Regions from separate parts of the Mus musculus genome. Here region 1 is linked to region 2. The links are chromatin contacts, called in public Micro-C maps. All regions are on one chromosome and are shown on one strand. The core of a region is the stretch at or near the end of the contact, and the rest is flanking DNA. Distances in the headings are between cores, read along the strand shown.

Region 1 (4,141 bases), core at 758-3,257, 130 kb after region 2:
CGGGCAAGAGTGTGCCTGATCGACAAGCACTGATTTGGCACTTTCTATCACATCTCTGAAGTCAGGACTGCAGAACAATAAGACAGTGACCTCTTACCTGTCTTCACTAGGAACTTGTGGGACATCTGACAGTCCAAGTTGGATGCCATTCTGCCAGTTGTGGCCATTGCAGTAGACACAGCCGGAAAAGCAGCATCTGTGTTTCCTGTCTGTAAAGATGGCAGCCTCGTGGCCTTTACTGATGCCGTCATGGACGTCAGCGCAGCTGTGATTGTCAGTGGACGGGGCGTGGATGCTCTGGGTGTGTCTGGCCTGGTAGGATTAGGGAGACCAGTGTGCATGGCTTGTGGCTTCTTGGGGAGGTGTGTTGTGGACAACAGGCCGGACACAGAGCCTGTTGCCCCTTGCATGGCTGTGTGTGTGCTCAGGCTGTGTGCTGTCCGGGCAAGCATGTAGGTTGGTGTGAATGGGAAGGCTGTGTGGATGGTCCCTGCTGTCACCTTTGGGCCTGATGCTGCCTTGTTGGTGACGTTTTTAGCTAGAGCAGTGGTCAGACTGCTCTTGGCTAAGTTGCTGCTGCTGCTGCCAGTGCCCTTAGCAGTGAGTGCTGCAGACAGTGGCGCTGGACTTGATCTTCTCAGAAACAATGTGGTGGTGGCGGTGGCTGCTGCAGTTGCTGACAGTTCTCCTTTGGAGGACACAGAGGTTTCCACTGCAAAGAGAGAAAAGGAAAAGTTTGTCACTGGACCGGGATGCACACACCACAGTCTTGATGATGAAGGAATGTCGCTTATGAGCTTGCTAGTGTAAGAAGTCTCTGCATTCCAGACTTGCAGAGGGGAGAGCTCAGGGAAACAGCTTTAGGTTTATTAAGTCAATCAGCCATAACGAGAATGCCGCTTACAGCAAAGCCATGGTTGTTGATAACAAGGACATATATTCTGAATACTTTCAAAAAAAAAAAAATCAGGTAGGCTGGATGGATCGGCGCCTGCCTGCCTGCCTGGAGCTGCACCTCACTACTGAACGAGGGGAGGCAGGTTGCTTCAAAGCAAAGCTGAGCATCAGTGTGAAGCTTGAAGATGCTTTGGCCGAAAAAGCAGTCATACCTGTTTTCTGGGTACCAGGAAACAAACTACCTGTGTGAGTGGCTGCACCTGTCCATTTCTTGGGACGCCGGGAGGTTCGCAGCACTTTGGAAGGGGTCCTGGAAAAGGCACCGGTTGGTACGGAAGGTGAGGCTGTAGATGAGTGATATTCCAGGACACTCTGGAATTGTGGGGAGCCATTTTCCCCTGGTGATAGATAGATGTCACTGGAAATGTGTGAACCTGCGTCTGTTCCATCTGAAAGCATTTGGTGCAAGCTAGCCGCAGAAGCTAAACTTGGCCAGGTTGGCCAAAAAGGATGGGCCGGCCGGATGGGCAGTTGTGACATAGGATTTTGACTTGTGGAGGAGTAGTAATGAACCATTTCTGTGTCAAAGTCTCTGGCATGCTTGCCTGTGGGCGGGAAGTCTGTGTGGCTTTCGACTACGGCCTCTTCTGAGGGTTGGAGAGGCTGGCTGGTCCTGGGACTGAGGACTGGGTCCTGGAAGTTAAAGCTGTCTGCAGCCACCAGCTGCCCAGCAATCTCTTTGAAATTCCGAGATTGTAATGCATTGGCAGCTGAAGTTGTACCACCGGGAAGAGCCACTGAAGCTGGACGAAGTTCCCGATGTGTGGAGTTAATTGTATGAGTGTTTACATCATGATTCGTTTGCTGCTGCGAGCCAGATATCCCCGATTGTGTGGCGAGGGATGCAGTTTCTGCTGAAAGAAAGCTCCAGAAAACATCTGTGGCTGCTGGCTTTCTCGTGCCTCCCATTGTTGGGAGACCATGGACGTCGGTGGAGGAGGGAAGTTCTGTCACCTGTTTGGAAGCCGAAGCTGGCAACTCTGACTGGCTTGTGACAGCTGCGAGAGACTCCAGCTTGGTACCGGAAGAGCGAGGAGAAGCAGCTTGTGTGGTGAGCGCGGATGATGGAGGTGACCCTGGAGGAGAGAGGTCTGTTCTTAGTGCTGTCATGATGAGAGGTGAGAGACGACCTGTGTTAAAATCAGAGGTGGATCCAGTCACTGCACGACGACTGGGGGCCTCTTTCGTTGGCAGAGCCCACAGAGAAGTTGTCCCGTTTGCCTTTTCATTTGTCCAGAAAATGGCTGCTGCCCTGTCCTCCTTTTGCTGAGGAAATGTCCAAATTGTAGGAGGAGGATTAGGAAGTTTGCTTGAGAGAAGCTGTGTGGCTGCATCAGGAAGGTATTCATCATGGGCACCTTCTCGGGACAAGGGTGCCTCTGGCACAGGGGCTGGAGAGGCGTGATCCTTATTGGGCTGGCGGACAGTAAGCAGGGAGAGAGGGGTGCCTGTCCCCTTCAGTGGTGATCCAGGAGCTGCCTCAGGATGGACCATTTGCCCTTGACTGAGTGTAGTAAGAGGCTGAGGAGGAGGCACCAAAGAGGAAGGTTTGTTTTCTGGGGAGAGGGTGGGCTTTCTGGAACTCTCTGGCACTTCTGACAAATGTGGCCAGTTGGCAAAACTATTTGTAGGAGGAACAGGGGCTAGCTCTCTGCTGGTCATCACTGACTCTGCAGTCTGGAATCGTGGGGCCCAGGCCCCATAGCTTGCTGCCAATGTGCGCAGATAAATGGGCAATGACTCTGCACCACGCCCTCTGACAGGCCCCGATGTGCGGAATGGCTGGGTAGATACAGGACTCAAAGCCTCTTCCCACATGGACCGTGAGGAGGTTACACCTGGAAGGCCTCCAGGGGCTAGGGAAGGGAGAGACAGGTGGTCTTGTTCTGCTATGGAGCTCAGAACCCCAGGAGTTGGGGAAGCTGCTGGGCGGGGACTCTCTGATAGGGACGGCTCAGAGTACTGCTTTGTGGAGGATGTAGAAAAGTCTAGGCGAGGGGTACCTATGAGAGTCTGGGCATCTCTGGATGGAAAGAGGTTTGTTTTATGAAAAAATGGGTTCAGGACATTAACTGGGCTCTGACCTGAAGAGAAGTCAGCTGGTGTCATTTGGGGAAACAAAGGCACTTTGGTGGGATGCTGTACTGGCTTAGGAGTGGGGATGGAATGTGGTGAATCAGGGGCCAATGAAGATGATGATGGTGGAGGGAGAAGAAGGGAGCTGTCTGACCTCAACGGATGCTTTGAAAGGAAAGGCATCCCTACCAGGGGCTGTGATGGGGAGACAGCACTCGAGGTGGCTGATGGGGCTGTAGGTAATGGGGGAAGCATGCTGGTGCGAGGCAAACCTGACATGTCCGCTGCTTCTCTTCCCCCTTCAGGCCTTGTTTGGACCAGAGTCTCAGTGGGGTCCTTGGCAAGATCCAGGGAGGCGCTATGTCCACTTCCTTGGTAAGGGGATGAAGAGAAGTCCACATGTGCCCTGGTCCTACGGTGTGCCTTAGGCAGAGGTGTCTGGGATAGCTTCAGCAAGGTTGTGTTGTCAGGAGGCTGTCCCAGCACATTCTTGAATCTGTCTGCTGCTGAGGAAGACTTGACTTCCAAGAAAGGCCATGTTGGTGAAATTGGTAACAATTTCCCAAGGGGAAAGGACTCTGAGGTCGGAGTGACATGTATCTGTAGATTGTCTGTCCCTGTGAAAGAAAGCATCCACATGAGATGTGGGATCAGGATGCACTGCAATGGGCAGGCGCTGGAGACAAGGAGCAAGCAAGACAGGCCCTGCCTGGCCACAGTCCTTCTGCTCATCACAGAACCCTCATGAAACAACTCAAACAAGGAACGAAGTAGCAAGGAACGAAGTAAGTGCGATGTATTGCAGGAAACCCACAGGGAAGTGCTATAAAAATTAGACTTTGATGAAGGGATTTTTTGAGACAGGGTCTCACTTTGTAATTCATACCTATTAACCTGCTCTCCCTCCCATGGCTGGGAGTAACGCATGTTCCACCATGCCTGCTTGATGAAGGGATTTTCAAACAACATTGTGGGAGACACTCATGTGTTTAAATAGTTTTCTATCACTTACTAGGCTTAAAGCATAGAAAAATCAGAAAGATGTGGCTGCCTGCAGCTAGCAAATGATACCAAAGTAGACATGATCCAAGAACCCATGATGCACAAG
Region 2 (4,370 bases), core at 1,784-4,283:
CTTGGGGCCAGTGAACTCATCCAAGAGCAGCTTCCCACTAAACCTTCCTTTTATATAATCTAATCTGTCTTGAATTGGCTTATTTCACTAACACAGCAATAACCTGTCAGATGGTACTAAACCCAGGAGAAGTTGAGTCCCAGCCCAATGGCCCCAGTCTTTCCTAGCTACATGAGGACCACTTCTGTCCCTTTATCCTTCTACACTAGATACATCATTTCTTCATACTCTGTGAGCACCCATCCTCAGCTAGCTTATTAGGATCCAGGACCCTCTGGGCTCTCTCTGCTAGAGTACTGGCTGTGCCAGAGTTAGCCCCATTTGAACAAAGACGGGGTCTTAGTTTTGGTGGCGTCTTTGATACAGAGACATCTTATTTGAGGTTACCACTTCCATCTAAATTGTTAAATTCCAGACTATCAATTGGAACACCAATTCCATTGTGTTGGAATCTCTGACTAACACTGGGAAGATGGGTGACAGTCATAATATCTAGAACAAAAATTTATTCAAATTGGATTGAGCTCCTTATGTCCAGTTTTTAATCTGGTTTGAATTGGCTCATTTCACCTATCAATAAATATTTTATAATTTTTAAAAGTTAAAACATTCTTTTGAATTAAAAAATTATAGTGTTGACATGGCAATAAGGTAAAGCAAAGGGTCCACTCGTAGATTTGGCACACACAGTTTGCACTAGTGATCTCTTTAAGAGCAATTTTGGTTGAGCAGTGGGACCAAGGCCTGAACAGGGTGATTCTAAGAGAGACTGGGAGCAGGTCAGTTGGAGCTAACAGGCGCTGGTCACTCCTTGGGGGTGGTTGAGAAGGAAAACACCCTGAGTTGAAGTTAGCAGAGCAGGCAGTGCCAAGAGAAGGCTGATTGTGATGGGAAGACAGCCGCGTGCTTCTGGTCTGAGGATGGTCACCTAGAAGAAAGTGATGGAGATGGAGAGAGTGGAAAGATGCTGTGTGTACCTGAGTCTGCAGAAAAGATGGTGTTTGTCTCCTCAGACAGAGTTCCACAGACTGAGTGAATTATGAAAGGCAGCTGTTTCTTACAGGAAACCCAAAGAGCAAGGCATTGGCAGGTTAGGAGCCTGGTCTCCTTCACGGTGGCACTTTGAAGATGAATCATCTGGAGGGGAAGAACACTGGGTCCTCCCTCATATGGCAAAGAGGGCCTAACAGGAGAGGGAATTTACTCTGGCAAACCGGTTTTATAGTGGCATTAATTTGATGAAAGAGAATGTGGGCCCATGACCTAAACACCCCCGTAAGGCCCTGTTTTCCATCATACACAGTTACACTGAGAGTTAAGCTTCCAAGATGAATCTTGGAGGGGACAGAAACAGTCACGTGACAGTACAGGTTATGTAGCACCCAGTAGAGAGAGACCAGCTTGAAGGGAGGCATAGAAGACTCACCTCAAACTGTGGGGATTGCCTGTGTGGTATGTGGGTATGGAGGCTGGGGGATGAATAAATGGGGTGGTGGGAATCCTGGAAGTTGTACACGTAGTGTGTGCAAGGATTTGTGTGGTAATCCCAGCCTGAGGACCCAAATCCGCATGCCTACGAGCATGCCTCAAATCTTTGAGTATTTCCAGCACGCCAGGCTGGAGACCCTGGAGCTGTGGGGCGAGGTGGGACTGGCAAGCTGCAGGGCTTGGGCTCAGTGTTCAAGGGAATAGCTCCCCAGTGTAAGCAGTCATTCCGTCATTGCCAAAGCTGGCGTGTGAGCACAAGGTCAGGTGGCAACCTGGTTTCTCAATCTCGGCAACTCATTCCGATGGTTCCAAAACACTGCGCAGGCCAAAAGGGTGAAAGAGGAAATTCCTTGAGTTGACAAACTTTGTTCTACTAAGACCCTTGCAGCCTGACAGTCACTCTGGATCCATTCCCCCAGTGCCTGGAAGAGGACAGACTTGAGTTCGGGTATGTTCAGTGCTTCTTGTTTTCCTTGAAAACTTTGGACTTTCAGACAGGTGACTGCTGGGGGCAATGAGAATCGGCCAGGAAAACCAGGTACAGAGCTCAGATGGAGACAAAGTGGGGAGGAGGGGGTAGGGGCTGTGATCCATTACCTCCAGAGAGTCCAGAGTCCAGAGAGCCCTCAGGGGCTACCCAGATAAGTGGCTCCGGCTAAGTGCTCAGGTGTGGCAGTGGACAAACATCTCATTTAATGCCTCCCACCACATTGTGGGGTAGGTCTCTCTGAGCAAGTTTTCTAAACAAGAAGCTAATGCTCCCCGGCCAGGTCACTTCCCTCCAGGCATAGTCAAGGAGCTACAGAGCTAGCTCAGAATCTAGGTCTGCTAAGGCTGCCCTACAGGTTTCTTCCTCAGTGAGCATGGCTGCAGAAACCCCAGAAAGCAGGACATAGTGGTCACCGTGGCCCAGCTTGGAAGGCTAAAGCACACGCATCATAGCATGTTTAAGACCATCTTGCTCCACACACTTCCAGGCCACCCAGGACTATGTAGCAAGACACTGTCTCAAAAGCCAAAACACACCAACCAGAACAGGGGCTGGGGAGACAGCTCGGTGGGTAAGAGTGCTCGCTGTGTACACATGAGGATCTGAGTCTGGATTCCGAGCACTCACACACAAAGCTGGGAACAGCTATGGTGCAGTAACTGCAGTGCTGGGGGCTGAAGAGGGTTGCTGGCCAGCAAGTCTAGCTCCAGGCTCAGCAAGAGACCCTGTGCCAAAGGAATAAGACAGCAATTGTGCAGGATACTTGATGTCTTCCTCCAGATTCAGTACATATTAACACACCTGGACATATACCACACACACTCACATACCACACACACACACACACACACACATCCCACACACTATCCTCCCAAAACCCAACAAAGCAAAACCCCAAAACTAAGAGCTGTAAAAGTTGTGTGTGACAACACAATGCAGAGATTGAATTCTGACCCCTCCCAGGTGTTCTCCTGGTACTCTTGAACTGATTAGGTGACACAGCAGGCCATGGAGGATGGTACGCCTGGCATTTGCTTGCCAGTGTCCACACACAACAGCCAGTTGGCGAGCACTGGGTGTAACCGCCTGCTCTGGGTCCCTGAGATAACCCAGCCCTACCCTCCTCAGACAGCTGCAGCAGCCAGACACAGACTTCATTCACACCCGCCAAAGTGGCCTCATTTCTTGCAGACTGCACATCTCAAGTACTAACTTGTCTGTGCTTGGAGCTGTTGTGGAAAATCAGAGGCTTTCAGTGGCTGACTGGGAACCAAAGCCATCATGGAAGGGCTGACAGTATTCTGGTATTACTCACTTACTTCAGCGCTGTGGGATCATACGATTGCTGATCATGTGATTGCTTCTCTGGAGACAAGACAGAGTGGGAGAAAGAAGCTGTTTCTCCAAAGAAAAAGATGCCTGGCAGTGAAGGAGACCATGATGGAAGCAACTGCCTAGGCTTAAAAAGGAGTAGAAGAGTCAGCTGCAGGTGTAGGAGAGCCAACTATCCATTTTTTCAGGAGTTCTACGAGCAATTTATCAAATGTAGTCACCATTAACAAACTTTTAGGGAGTCTGAGACAGGGAGTTGGGAGTCTGAGGTCTGTCTGAACTTCATAATAAATTCCAAGTCCAGGACTGGAGAGATGGCTCAGCAGTTAAGAGCACTGGCTGCTTTTCCAGAGGTCCTGAGTTCAATCCCAACAACCACACGGTGGCTCACTATAAAGAGATCTGATGCCCTCTTCTGCATGCAGGTGTACACACAGCAGAGCACTCATACACAAACAAAATAAGTAAAAATAAATAAATCAAAGTCCAACCTGAACCACACAGCAAGAACGAGTCTCAAAAGTTAAAGTCTCAAAAGTTAAAGTTAAATTGTATCAATTTACAACAGACTGGTGGCACAGCTCTGCCATCCCAGCCCCGGGAGGGTCAGGCAACAGGGTGCCCTCTTCTGGCCTCTTCAGGGACTGCATGTACATGGTGCATATGGCTAAATGCAGACACAAATAATGATAAATAAAACTTTTAAAAAATGACAACACATGTTGACAATTCTGAACTTCCTAATTATTTTGTTATATCTATGCTCAAGATAATTTACCCATGTTGGGTCTATAGGGTGGAAATAGCGCATAATTGCATCTCTTCCTGATGATGCACAGGGAGAATATTTACACTGTGAAAACAGGCACATGTACTGATGCGGGGTTGTCTTCCCCTTCCCCCAGGAGAATGTCGCTAAGCACCAGCACATCCCCAACTAAATGGGGAGCAAAAGCACAGCCTTGTTTGTAGCTGAGCTACAGGGGTAGCTGCTTGGGAGCAATCAAGGCCAAACTGAAATATATATAAGCTAGTTGCTTCCCCTGGCTTGATGTGTCCC

The links. A called contact is a pair of places that touch in the nucleus more often than the background predicts.
Region 1: a contact with region 2 is called in a Micro-C map of muscle stem cells, with 2.5 times the contacts expected there. The contact joins two enhancer-like sites. A contact is called at or near these places in 4 of 39 promoter capture datasets (embryonic stem cells, hippocampal neurons and stem cell-derived epiblast-like cells), 1 of 15 datasets of contacts at CTCF or cohesin (embryonic stem cells), 17 of 484 Hi-C or Micro-C datasets (the C2C12 cell line, CD8 T cells, the G1E-ER4 cell line and 8 more), 2 of 115 datasets of contacts at active chromatin or transcription factors (acute myeloid leukemia and embryonic stem cells) and 4 of 9 other capture datasets (adipose tissue, embryonic stem cells, liver and 1 more).

What each region holds. Positions count from the first base shown.
Region 1 is chr2:104,254,859-104,258,999 of GRCm38.p6, forward strand. It overlaps D430041D05Rik (RIKEN cDNA D430041D05 gene), which reads right to left. Exons shown (of 21, transcript NM_001368844.1): 2 at 3,306-3,650; 3 at 98-712. Among named protein-coding and RNA genes, the nearest start is that of Gm22501, 29 kb to the left of the region's middle. Within about 2 kb of position 2,008, at least 4 of the 459 cell types and tissues checked have an H3K27ac peak or open chromatin away from gene starts, as enhancers often do. A contact at or near this core is called in muscle stem cells, where this site is marked.
Region 2 is chr2:104,127,243-104,131,612 of GRCm38.p6, forward strand. No RefSeq gene overlaps it. Among named protein-coding and RNA genes, the nearest start is that of A930018P22Rik, 6.7 kb to the left of the region's middle. Within about 2 kb of position 3,034, at least 41 of the 459 cell types and tissues checked have an H3K27ac peak or open chromatin away from gene starts, as enhancers often do. A contact at or near this core is called in muscle stem cells, where this site is marked.